2 separate regions of the Anas platyrhynchos genome follow, and region 1 is linked to region 2. The links are chromatin contacts, called in public Hi-C maps. All regions are on one chromosome and are shown on one strand. The core of a region is the stretch at or near the end of the contact, and the rest is flanking DNA. Distances in the headings are between cores, read along the strand shown.

Region 1 (5,502 bases), core at 2,549-5,048, 73 kb before region 2:
TGGTATTTCATTTTCCTGCTGTCAGAAATATTTACATTCAAATTGTTACACTGTATTTTTTGGGTTGTTACCTTCGTGTCTCTCTGTTTAAGAGATATTCCTTATTCCTTTATGAACAATTACCATTACTTATGTATGGGGAAAAAAAAAAAAAGAAAAAAAAAGACTTCTATGAATCTGCACCTGAACTGGAAACTAAATTTAAATCTTGAATTGCTAGTCTGTTATTTTGAGGACAGTGAGGCCGATGAGCCTATTCTCATTGCTTCTTCAGCAAGATTAGTTGACTCCCTCAAAATAAAAGAAAAAAACGTTTTGTGGGTCTGGTGAAAATGAAACAAGGTGAAATGCCTTGTGAATAGGTAGTAGTTCCCTTTTGTTCTAGCCAAAATTGTTATTAGTAAGAGCATAGAGGTATTATTAGCAGTGATAAAAAAGAAGGAGCATGTCACTTTACACAAACACCCAAACATTTCAGTGCATGGCAGATTACCCGAGCCTCTTTTTCTCTGGGAAATTTTGCATCAAGAAGCTTAAGAAAGGAGTAGATTAGGTCAGGCAAGCAAACCCAGATATAAAGACTGGGTTGTTTTCGACCAAGGGGAGAATTATGCACTAGACTACACTGCCAGTTATGAGGTCTTTGGCACAGGCTAGCACTATAATTTGCAATTGCTTTTTCTCATCAGCATATTTAGTAAGATAAAAATATTTTACTATTTATTATCTATACATAGATTGTGACCAGCTTGACACAAAGCATCAAATGGTGTTTGAGGAAGAGAAAAATATATTCCTTCTGAGTTTAAGTAAAGTTGTTTTAGAATAATTTAGAAGGGTATAAGCAGAAAATTCTCTTTGGAGTGAATTGATAACTGGGTATACGATTTAAAACCAAGAATTACTGTGCAGATTTCTCCTTGAAACATGTCTTAATTTCCATGTCCATGCTTTGAGTCTTAAATTAAAAGGCTAGTAAGCACATTTACCATTCTACATTTGGGTTAATTTTAGAGCAGTGCTTTGATTTTTGTTCCCTAATGCTCTATTGATGACCCCTTTTCAACTGCCCAGAAAGGACCACCCTGACTAAAATGCAAGGCAGTTGCTGGAATCCACGTTAGTTACATGCTCTTCTTCCCTTTGAGAAGAAATTGCCAGCTGAGCAGGACTGTAATGAATTCTTATGTGTTTTGTAGTGTGAACTGCCATCAATTAGGAGCTAAGCTGAGACCATCAAACTCATTTTAATTAGAACCTCTGATTGGATTTATGCCAAGATCCCAAAGGTAAAAATCTAGTACACAGATTTACCATCTTCTCCAAGTGAAAATTTTAATTCTAGTCAATTCTCCTTGCTTGCTGTGAGTGTGTGCATATGTGCCTGCATTTGAGGTTAGACTTTATTTTCATATGTGAATAGTGGAGATGTTCATACACACATTACAGTGCTAAGAGCATCCTATTATTCCATCCCTGTCATACACCATTCCATTTCTACTGGCAGGCAGAAAAGCAATTTTATCTCTCACATTTTTATTGTATATATTTAATTTCTAATGAGATTCAGGGATTCTCCATTCCCAAGGCACGCTATCTTTCATTATTACCACAATACAATAAAATGTATAAAATAATAACAGAGAATAATAATAATAACTGATGTGTAATTATCAACCTCATTCTGTCTTGAATCTGTTGTTACGAAGTCTGACAATTGTATCTTAGTAATATGAACACCTAACCTCTGGATGTTGCAGCTTGGAAAGATAATTTCTTATTAAGTTTTACTATTATTATTATTTTAACCTTCAAAATCTGTGATATGAAATTCATGCTTAGAGTTCAGTAAGCCATATCCCCTTCTCTGAAATGCAAAATGGTTTCCCATATGGCTTGAAAAATATGCAAACATGCTTTTTGTGGCACAGAATATGTCTGTATATTGCATGCGTTTGTGTGTAAAGAAAAATCCATGTGTAATGGTCTCCAGAATAGCCTTCATACTGAGTAACTTTGAGATCGGTGAACCTTAGAAACGGAATGATAGCTAAGAGATAGTTTTAGAGTTAAAAATATATATATGAAAATAAAAATCTATAGAACCCTATGTAAATAGCTGGAGGCTAGAGGAATTAGACAGAGAAAAATTGTGTCTGCTCAGGGAACAGACAATTCAGACCATGTTGTTGACCCATTAAGCCACCTATGATAGCACTGAGACAGAAGCCAGGGACTTTAGTTCAATCCCCAATTAGGTCATCCAATCAAAATGTATTTAGGAATACATCTAACCAGAAGAGTATCAGGATGTCTCAACTCCTTCCCTTTCTGTATACCGTTGACTAAATCTCAGGCAACAGCACTGGGAACAAAATAAATACAAGACCACTGGTATACCAACAGCTTGCAGTTGCACTGAAAACATGACTTGAGGTATAAATGCACATTCATATTGATGACATGTTTCAGGGGTACCTGTTGAGACTTAGTTGTATTTATAGCACAATGGGTATTATTGAAACAGTATTATATACATAACTCCTTTCTCCATGGCTTAACTTTTTCTTGATGTTTAGGCCAGACCTCAGTTTTAAAAATATTTTCAGGAAGAGCTTATAATGTTAAAAATCATGGAACACAAAAACTAGTGGTTCTCAATGACATTTCAAAGGAGATTCAGTGCTTTATGTAGTTGTGGTGGTATTTTGTTGTTGTTTTTGTGCATGGCATGGAAACATTCCAAAGTAACCAGACATTTTTATACAGTTCAGAAACTCTTTAAAGATCTTAACTGAACTCTGTCTTGTGAAAAATCTAATATTTTAACAAACATTTTATTTATTTATTTATTTTTAATCAAGTATGTACATAATCTGATTATCTGGCAGGTTCAGGTTCTTGGAAAATCAAATCACTACTGGTGCCAAGTATTTACTGAAAAAAAAAAAAAAAAAAAAAAAGATGTTGAAGGAAGAGCTTGAATTTCTTGGATTTCAGAAATCTCTTCCAGGCTTATGTTTAGCAATAAGCTAAAACATGAAACATTTTTTCCTGAAGTGTTCCCAGTTATTGTCATCGTGTTACCTATGGATATTATGGGTTCCTTTTCTGGGGAAGGGTGTTCTGTGGATACGTATATGACTATTTATTTACCTTGAAGTGAAGTGCTGCTTAGACAAAGTGATTCATCTGCAGTTTTCATGATATGAAATAATGTTTATAGTGGGTTTTATTTTCTTATGTTTTCCATTATATTATGAATATATATATTTTTTTAATCGGGTGAAATCTGATAACAATTCAAATGGGCATTGAGTAGTCACAGATGCAAAAATTCATAACTGGCTATATAAAATAACAATGTATTCTTCCTGAATCAGATGTTTTGTGCACAGACTGCTGATTTTTAATTGGATGTGTACTTACAACAAAGATTTTGATTACAGTAAAAAAGGTAAAACCTCTTATGCATCTGGGCATAAGCATCTGGTAGAATGTATAAATAAAATACTAGACTAGGTCTGCATCCAAGATTAACCATCCCTGTGTGCCAAGTGTCATATTTGCAGAGGGAAAGAACTAAGTGAAAACCTCATCACCCAACTTCTGCCTTCCTCTAGACAAAATTTTAGAACAATGAAGGGTACAAGGCTTTCAAACAAAGCAACCCTTTTCTGAAGAGCAAGTCCTCTTTTGCAGATTATATTCAGCAGAAGCATTTCCCCCCACTACAGCTTGTGAATCTTCAGCTGAGTCAAGGAAATGATATGATGTTCAGCAGACTCCAGTCAACAGAGATTACATTCTTTGTACCATGAGAGTAAGGGAAAAAAAATACATTTGTTGAGACCAAAGGGCACACAGAGGCAGCCTCTGAGTAATTCAAACATAAACAGGAAAGAAACTTGATAGAAAAGCTTGGCACTGTTCCATGTCAAGGCTAATTACTGCCGCTTTTTTCATGCAAAGTTCTGAATTAATAAGGTAGAGAAAATAGAGAATGGAGAGCATGCAGTTTTGTTCAAGGGTACAACTTCACCTTTAAAATCCTTTGCTTGCTCTTGAATTTAGAAGAATCCATAAGAACCGTTTCACGAAAATGTGTTGGCTGAAACAGTGAAAACAAACAAACAAACAAATTTTGATTTAATGGACATACAAAAACTGTTGTTAGGATTCCATGGTTGTTGCAGTCTTATATTTTGTTAATCAGAGACACTGGCAGATTTTATGTATGATAGGTTAAATCTTATCTGCCTAGTGTTATGCAGCTAAGCAATTGATTTGTTTTTTCCTATAAATATTCAAAAAAAAACTTTTGAAGTGCAGTTTACTTCTTTTAGCATTAAAAAAATATGGATATAATAATTATGTAAGTAAAATGACAGATGTAGGATTTCAGCATGTAAAGTAAAAGACACTCTATTGTTTAAGGTAAATGTGGATATAAACCAAACTTCCTCTTCAGTTTTGGCACAACCCTGAAAATCCTGCTCCAAAGTATAAGGCCTCAGCCTGGTAAACAGTCCATCTGAAGGCAATGAACTAGCTTCTTAGGTGATGCATTTTAAGGGAGAGGAAGGGGAAACAGGAAAGGATCAATATACATATATATATATATATGTATATATAAACACACATACATATATAAAAACAAAAATGCAAAAAACATTCAAAAATAATTTTAATAAACTAAATTTCCTGAAGTGGAATCAGTGTCCAACCACCATTTATTTTTTTTTAACAGAATATGAAAGGAAGAAGGACTTCCAACAGTTGACAACCCTTCCCTCCCCCTACCTCCCACTTCTTTTTTTTTTAAGAAGTAAAAGGGACCTCACTTGATATGTTTGAGGACATTGTCACTGGAGTGTAAAACATTAAAGCTGGCTGAGCAAAGGGACAAACCGCTTTCCTCCTGAGATCTTTCATGATGTGGAGACAAGATTCACATTCCATATCAAGCAGTTTTCTCATGACTAGAGTGCAAAATAAGCTGTTTCTAATCGATCTCTTTGTATAGTACTCAAATAGATGCGTGTGTTTTTGGGTGTGTGCATGTTAACTCTTGGGAAAAAAAAAATAAAAAATCCTGGGAACTGATAGACAATTGATAACAATTATCTGTTTAATTTTGCCTTGAACTTAATGCCAAACAAGCAAGGGTTCATGTTTTCCCACTACCACTTTGATGTTATATTGATTGCTTTGGTCAAAGTGAAAAGCTTGAAAACCAGAAAGTTGCAATAACTTTGTATAGAATGCATACTATCACTTTCTGCTTTTTGTAGTTGAAGACATCCCTTGTTTACTAATGACTTGACATAGCTACAAACCGATTTTATGTGTGCAGCCTTACACACCCTACATATATGTGGTCACTGCCAAGTGCTAAGTATTCTCAGAGTTCAAAAATATCTATTGCCTGGATGTGTTGCTCAAGTGACATCATTCAAGCAATTTTAGCACATTTTATGAAGGCAATATGAATACCACATT
Region 2 (5,527 bases), core at 2,998-5,497:
GTCCTTTACTATAAAGATGTTAATCTTTCCAATCCCAGCTCTGGATATATCAAAGGATGGTGTGCTGCCATATTTTTCTCAAAAGAAAAACATAGACGTGTTTCACGCAGCAGTAAAATTATCAATTGTTTTATGAATGTCACGGCTAGATTAGAAAAGCTTGACTTTCAACTCTGTCCTCTGCCCCCAGAAAGAAGAAATCTGACCCTGTTTTTATTTAGTCCATTTTTTTTTTTTTTTAAACTATGTATTATTTCTCTACTTTCTTGAATTTTTTACTGAGCTGCAAAGTGTGAGTTGCTATCTTTTTCTTTGGGCAGTAAAAGTACATCCGTAGAAGAAACAGAAAATACGATCTACAAAATCTTTACATGGTAACATTTTAACTATCATATAAATATTTGTGCTTCATTGCCTACTCTGAATCTCAGTTAAAAATAAAAGAATCAAGTAGAATTTATTTTAGGTGAGGTTGTTTTTAAAATTGTCAGGAATCCGTATCATCTTTCTGTTACCAGCTTTTGCACATTTAATGAGCTGTGGATGCAAAACTTAAAAGGAGCATATGATGTATATCAAAAAACTTGTAATAATTTAATTTACAAAATATTTACTTACCAACAGTACAGATCATTGTGGTGAACAGTTATCTGTACTAGTAATTAAATATAGTGCAGAGAAGCTAACAAAGATCAGGAGGTTTCAAAACAGGGTTCCTAAATGTTGTTTGGCTGGAATTCCTGGCAGGGGAGACACCATGATCAGGCAGATGGTTTTCCTAGGGTGAGGCTCATCCCCTGCACTCCGAGTGTGCTGACCCCTGAGATTTCCCCCAATGCGGGAAACTCAACTGCATAATTTGTTATTCTGTGATTCCTGTAGGAACAATCTGAAGTCAGGAACCTTATTATTGAAGCAGAAGGTGGTCCTCTGCACTGCAAGAGATAGGTGTGCAATAGAGAATAAAAAATATGCCTCTCATGCCCATCATTTTTCTTTCCTCCACATGAACCATAGAAGTTGTTCTAGCAAAGGAGGTTAGACAAACCTGTGATAGCCAGTACAGCAGAAAAACTAATTTTCAGGGTCCTTCCATGAGAAAGATCTAGCTACAGTGCTTATACTCTCTTTACCAACACATCAGCTTTTTCTGGACTGAGTTCTTCAACTACTTTCCAGCGTCCAGTCTTTGTATGGAAGATCCCATTGCCTGGAGCAGGAGTAACACCCATGTTTCAGCATTTATAAGGATTAAAAACTATGAATCCTGTTCTCTCATCATGTATTCAGTAGTCTGATGACATCAGAACCTGGTGACCTGGAACAGAATAGCACAGGAGCCACTGGTGGCAGAGGAACAAAAAAGTATATTATCCTGGAAGTTTAATGCGTATTGAGCATCTTTCCCCTTTTGTTCTTGTGTTTCTGAGGCAGCCTAACATTAGATATTCTCAGTTATCCTCTGGAGTTGTATTTACTCCAGAATCTAAAAAGACCAGATTCTAATTTAAAGTAGTGGCCCACGAATGGCCATCACATATCGAGCATATTACTAGGTATTAAAAATCTCTAGCCACTTCAAGCAATTCCTGAGTAAGTAGCTCTAGTATTTGGAATAAATTATATATAATCCATTTCAAGTCATCCTCTCCCCTTTAAGTGGATAACAAAAGCTTTTTTATGGCAACCAGCAGGTAGAATATATTATATGCATTTGTAACATTATGTTATAAATGGTTGGAAGTTTTACTATTGGTTTAGAAGAAAAATGCTATGAATGGTGGAGTTCACCTGAAAAGAGTACTACTCTTACAACACTTACTTTAAACACTAGATCTGATTCTCATATAAAATATTTTAATACATTAGCATAGGAATCCAAGGTAGAAGCAATGAAACTTTTGCTTTTACTGCTGTCATATATCTGATCTTACCGTTGTTTTGCTAAATTAGTCCTGCTTCATTTGTTGAATGCCCTTCATATGAATCAGGGCAATCTTACCGTGTAATTTCCTTGTTTCAAAGTCCCACCTCAACAACACTCTTTGAACTGAAGATTTATGTGTGCCAATACTGACATGTCTTTTCCTCATCCTGCTTACATAAGTATTTCATCAGGTGGCATATTGTTCATAGCCAAACAAAGAGTTGGCACATGCACTTCCCCCATAGAGGCTTTGCTGTTCACGCAAAGAACATCTGTCTAGTTGACCATGTTCATAGGAGGTTACTGAAAGACAAGAGAGAGAAGCAAACTGTTTTTAATTCTTGTATCTGGACTACATCTCATAATGGAAGCAAATGCTGTTCCAAGCGAACTATGCTCATAAGCCAGTGACTCTCATCTGTGACATGTCATGTGCTTGTAAGCTGTAACACATGTAAACCTCAACTATTCCCCTCCAGCAGGATCTCCATATGACATTTCATTTTTTTGGCTTTGTTTTGCACACTATTCAAACATAGCCCCATTTTCTCGATTTGAGCAAACAGTAACCAACACAAAAGCCAGTTTCTCAACTCTTTCAGACCCTGCTATCCATTTCAGAGGACTGTTAACTTTTTTCAAAGGAAAACAAACAAGCAAACAACAACAACAACAACAAAACACACGCTGAAGTAAATACAGGCAAAATTATACTTAAAAATACTTGATTAAATTTGGCTGAAACTTTTCAAAGCTTTGCAAAGTGATATTCTGTAGAAGTGAATGAATAAAACAGAGGCAGCTATAATGAATAGCCCATTGATTTCCCTTAGAATGTTTATATGAGTCATTATGCCCTTTTACAGGTACCTCTGTACCTAAGGGTTTTAAAGACTGTATACATCTACCAAGTGTTCTGGTCTGCATCAGCTGTTATTAAATTTATCTTAAATTTATTTGAGAAGCACAAAAAGATCTCTACAGTGCATAACTATTTCCGATTTTAAATTCTGTAATAAACAAGCCAGCATTTTCATGAACAGTGTCCTTGAAATGTCCACTGAAAAGGGAAATATTCTTTAATATTTCATATTACACACATTGCTGTTAGGCAGGTGATTTATGGTTTTCTGGTTTTGCCAATTCACAAGCACGCAGACAAAGAATACCATTTTGATCACCTTACCATGGTTAGCTTTAATTACAGCCTTCATCACGAGGTAGTCTTCAGGCATATTAATATCTATTTATCTACTGGGCATACTGTAAGTATCAGAGGACATTGTTCCCTGGTTTGCATAAAGAGGCTTTGGAGGTGTCTGCTGGCTTTGTATGGAACAGCAAGAATCTTCTTGGGCACTTAAAACACTACAAACCTCTCACACTGTCACTTTTGGCAATATTTGTCACTGATTACACGACAACTGGATAAGAAATAACTTGCAGATCATTTATTGGCATATGCGTGGGCAGTGTGTGGTTTGCAGGAATATGGTTTGGATCTTCTACATGAAGAACTTACTTAAAGAATCTCTATTATATAGATATTTCTAGCGCATGCAAAATAAAAAGCAAGAGACTCGATAAAAGAAAAAATATTTTGGATTAGTTGCCTAAGACGTATGAAGTGTTCCCTCCTCTTTAGGTAGCCCTGCTCACACCCTTAGTGCAGCAAAGCACAACTCTCACCTTTTCATTCAGCGATTAATTTTTACCTAGTGTCGTTGTCCAAAATAATCATATATTATATATTATATATTATATATTATATATTATATATTATATATTATATATTATATATATATTGAAGAGGGACGTTGATGGTTATGGTGTATATGTGTGTGTATATATATATATACACGTGAATATATGGTGTATATGTGTGTGTGTATATATATATAAGCTAGCTAAACGCACTACCCTCGTATCTGAGGGGTTTCTCTGGAAAAGTTCCGTGCCACCGTCCTTCTTCCACCTTCTCGGCGGCAGCAAAGGCTCCCCGTCCCTCCTCCCACTCACAGATCCCCCCTCACGGCCACGGCCACGCGGGGCGACCTGAGGCGAGGCGGCCGCCGCTGGGCGCTGCTGCCCCGCCCGCCCGCCCGCCGCTACGGGAGGCAGCGGCCGTTCCCCTCCGGCGGCCGGTAGGGGGCGCCCGCGCTTCACCGTGCGGCGCTTCCCCGCCGGCCCGCCAACGGCTGCGGCCGCGGGGGTCCCCTCGGTGCCGCGCGCTCCCTCCCTGCCCGGCGGGACTCGCCCCTTCCCGGGGGCTCTGCCGCCAGCGGGCGGTGCTGGGGGGCGGGAGGGGGGGTGCGAGGCAGCGGTGCAGGGGTGTGAGAAGGGGCACGGGGTGCGAGGGAAGGGGCGCTCGGCGGTGCCCCGTGTGGCGTTATTCATCCCCCAGCCCGGGGGCTGCCCGGCCAGCGCGCCGGGGAGCGAGGCGCGGAGCAGCCCCAGCCGCTCGCCCACGATCGCGGAGCCCGTGCCCGGTGCCCGGTGCCCGCCCGCCGCCGCCGCTGCCGCGTGGGTGCGGGGCGCAGCGCTTTAGTCCCCACCCCGCAGCCTCCCCTCGGCAGGCAGCCGCGGGAGCCGCCGCGCTCATTCTCCTCCCTCTCTCTCCCTCTCCCCGCCAGCCCGGGGTGTCCGCGGCGGCGGGAGGCGGAGGCGGCGGCAGGGGAGAGGCTGAGGCGAGGCTGAGGCGGTCGCCGGGCTGCCGGGGCCGCCCGGGAGGTCCCCGCGCCCCCAGCCGCACGCCCCCCGCTGCCACAGCGGCAGCAGCGGCTCCCCGGCGGAGTTGCTGCCCTCCGGCAGTTCCCGCTCGGGTTTCCAGTGAGGAGGGAGGTGCAGGGGAGAGAGGCGGCTTGCTTCGCAGGGGATGCTGAGAAAGCCGGTCCCTCCTGTAGCACATTGCCTAGGCGTTCCTATTATGGAAGTTAAGTGAGAAACTCCGCAGCTTGAACTGATTTGGGGGAGAGAGAGAGAGAGAGAGAAAGGAAAAGGGGTAGGGGGAGGGAGAGAGGCAAGCAAAATAGCCGAACAGAGCCAATGGTTTTCCTGCAAAGTGCCGGGAAGTTTGCGGAACACTTTCTAGGAATCAGGTCCTCTCTCAGAGCCTCTCCTTGTCCTCGGAAGAAAGAGCTGGCCTTTGGATTGCCATGGATCCTAAAGAGGGGCTTAGACACACGTGAATAATTCCCCTGCTCGGGCTGGATTGGGGGGAGTTTAGGAAGGAGCGTGTGTGCAAAGCAGAAGCCTTCGGAGCTCGCTCCCTGCTCTAATCTGTATGGATCTAAAAGTGGCACACTCAAGACCTTCCCATCTGCAGCTTTTCGCTTCCAGGCTTCCCTTTCCGCTCTAAGTAGCTGCTAGGAAACTGAAAACTTTTGGACCCTGCGTCTCGCTGGCTTTGGATACTTTTTTTTTCCTTTTTTTTTTTTTTTTTTTTAATTCTTTTCTTTGGATCTCTGTGGAATTGGTCTCGCAAACGATCGGGATTGCTTTTAATATGTCAAAATGGGTCTGCTGACGCCACTCCTGCTCGTTGGATTTGCATTTTTTCAAGTCTATGGTAAGTTGGCTTGTTTTAGCTATGCCCTTCTG

Evidence for each region. A called contact is a pair of places that touch in the nucleus more often than the background predicts.
Region 1: a contact with region 2 is called in a Hi-C map of small yellow follicle, with 3 times the contacts expected there. The contact joins the enhancer-like site here to the promoter of ROBO2 in region 2. A contact is called at or near these places in 2 of 8 Hi-C or Micro-C datasets (F5 follicle and small yellow follicle).

What each region holds. Positions count from the first base shown.
Region 1 is chr1:102,484,322-102,489,823 of IASCAAS_PekinDuck_T2T, reverse strand. No RefSeq gene overlaps it. Among named protein-coding and RNA genes, the nearest start is that of ROBO2, 74 kb to the right of the region's middle. Within about 2 kb of position 3,798, at least 2 of the 8 cell types and tissues checked have an H3K27ac peak or open chromatin away from gene starts, as enhancers often do. A contact at or near this core is called in F5 follicle and small yellow follicle, where this site is marked.
Region 2 is chr1:102,411,835-102,417,361 of IASCAAS_PekinDuck_T2T, reverse strand. It overlaps ROBO2 (roundabout guidance receptor 2), which reads left to right and starts at 4,247. Exons shown (of 27, transcript XM_072025826.1): 1 at 4,247-5,495. The coding sequence starts at 5,441. LOC113842469 (U1 spliceosomal RNA) reads left to right here and starts at 734; the gene lies at 734-889.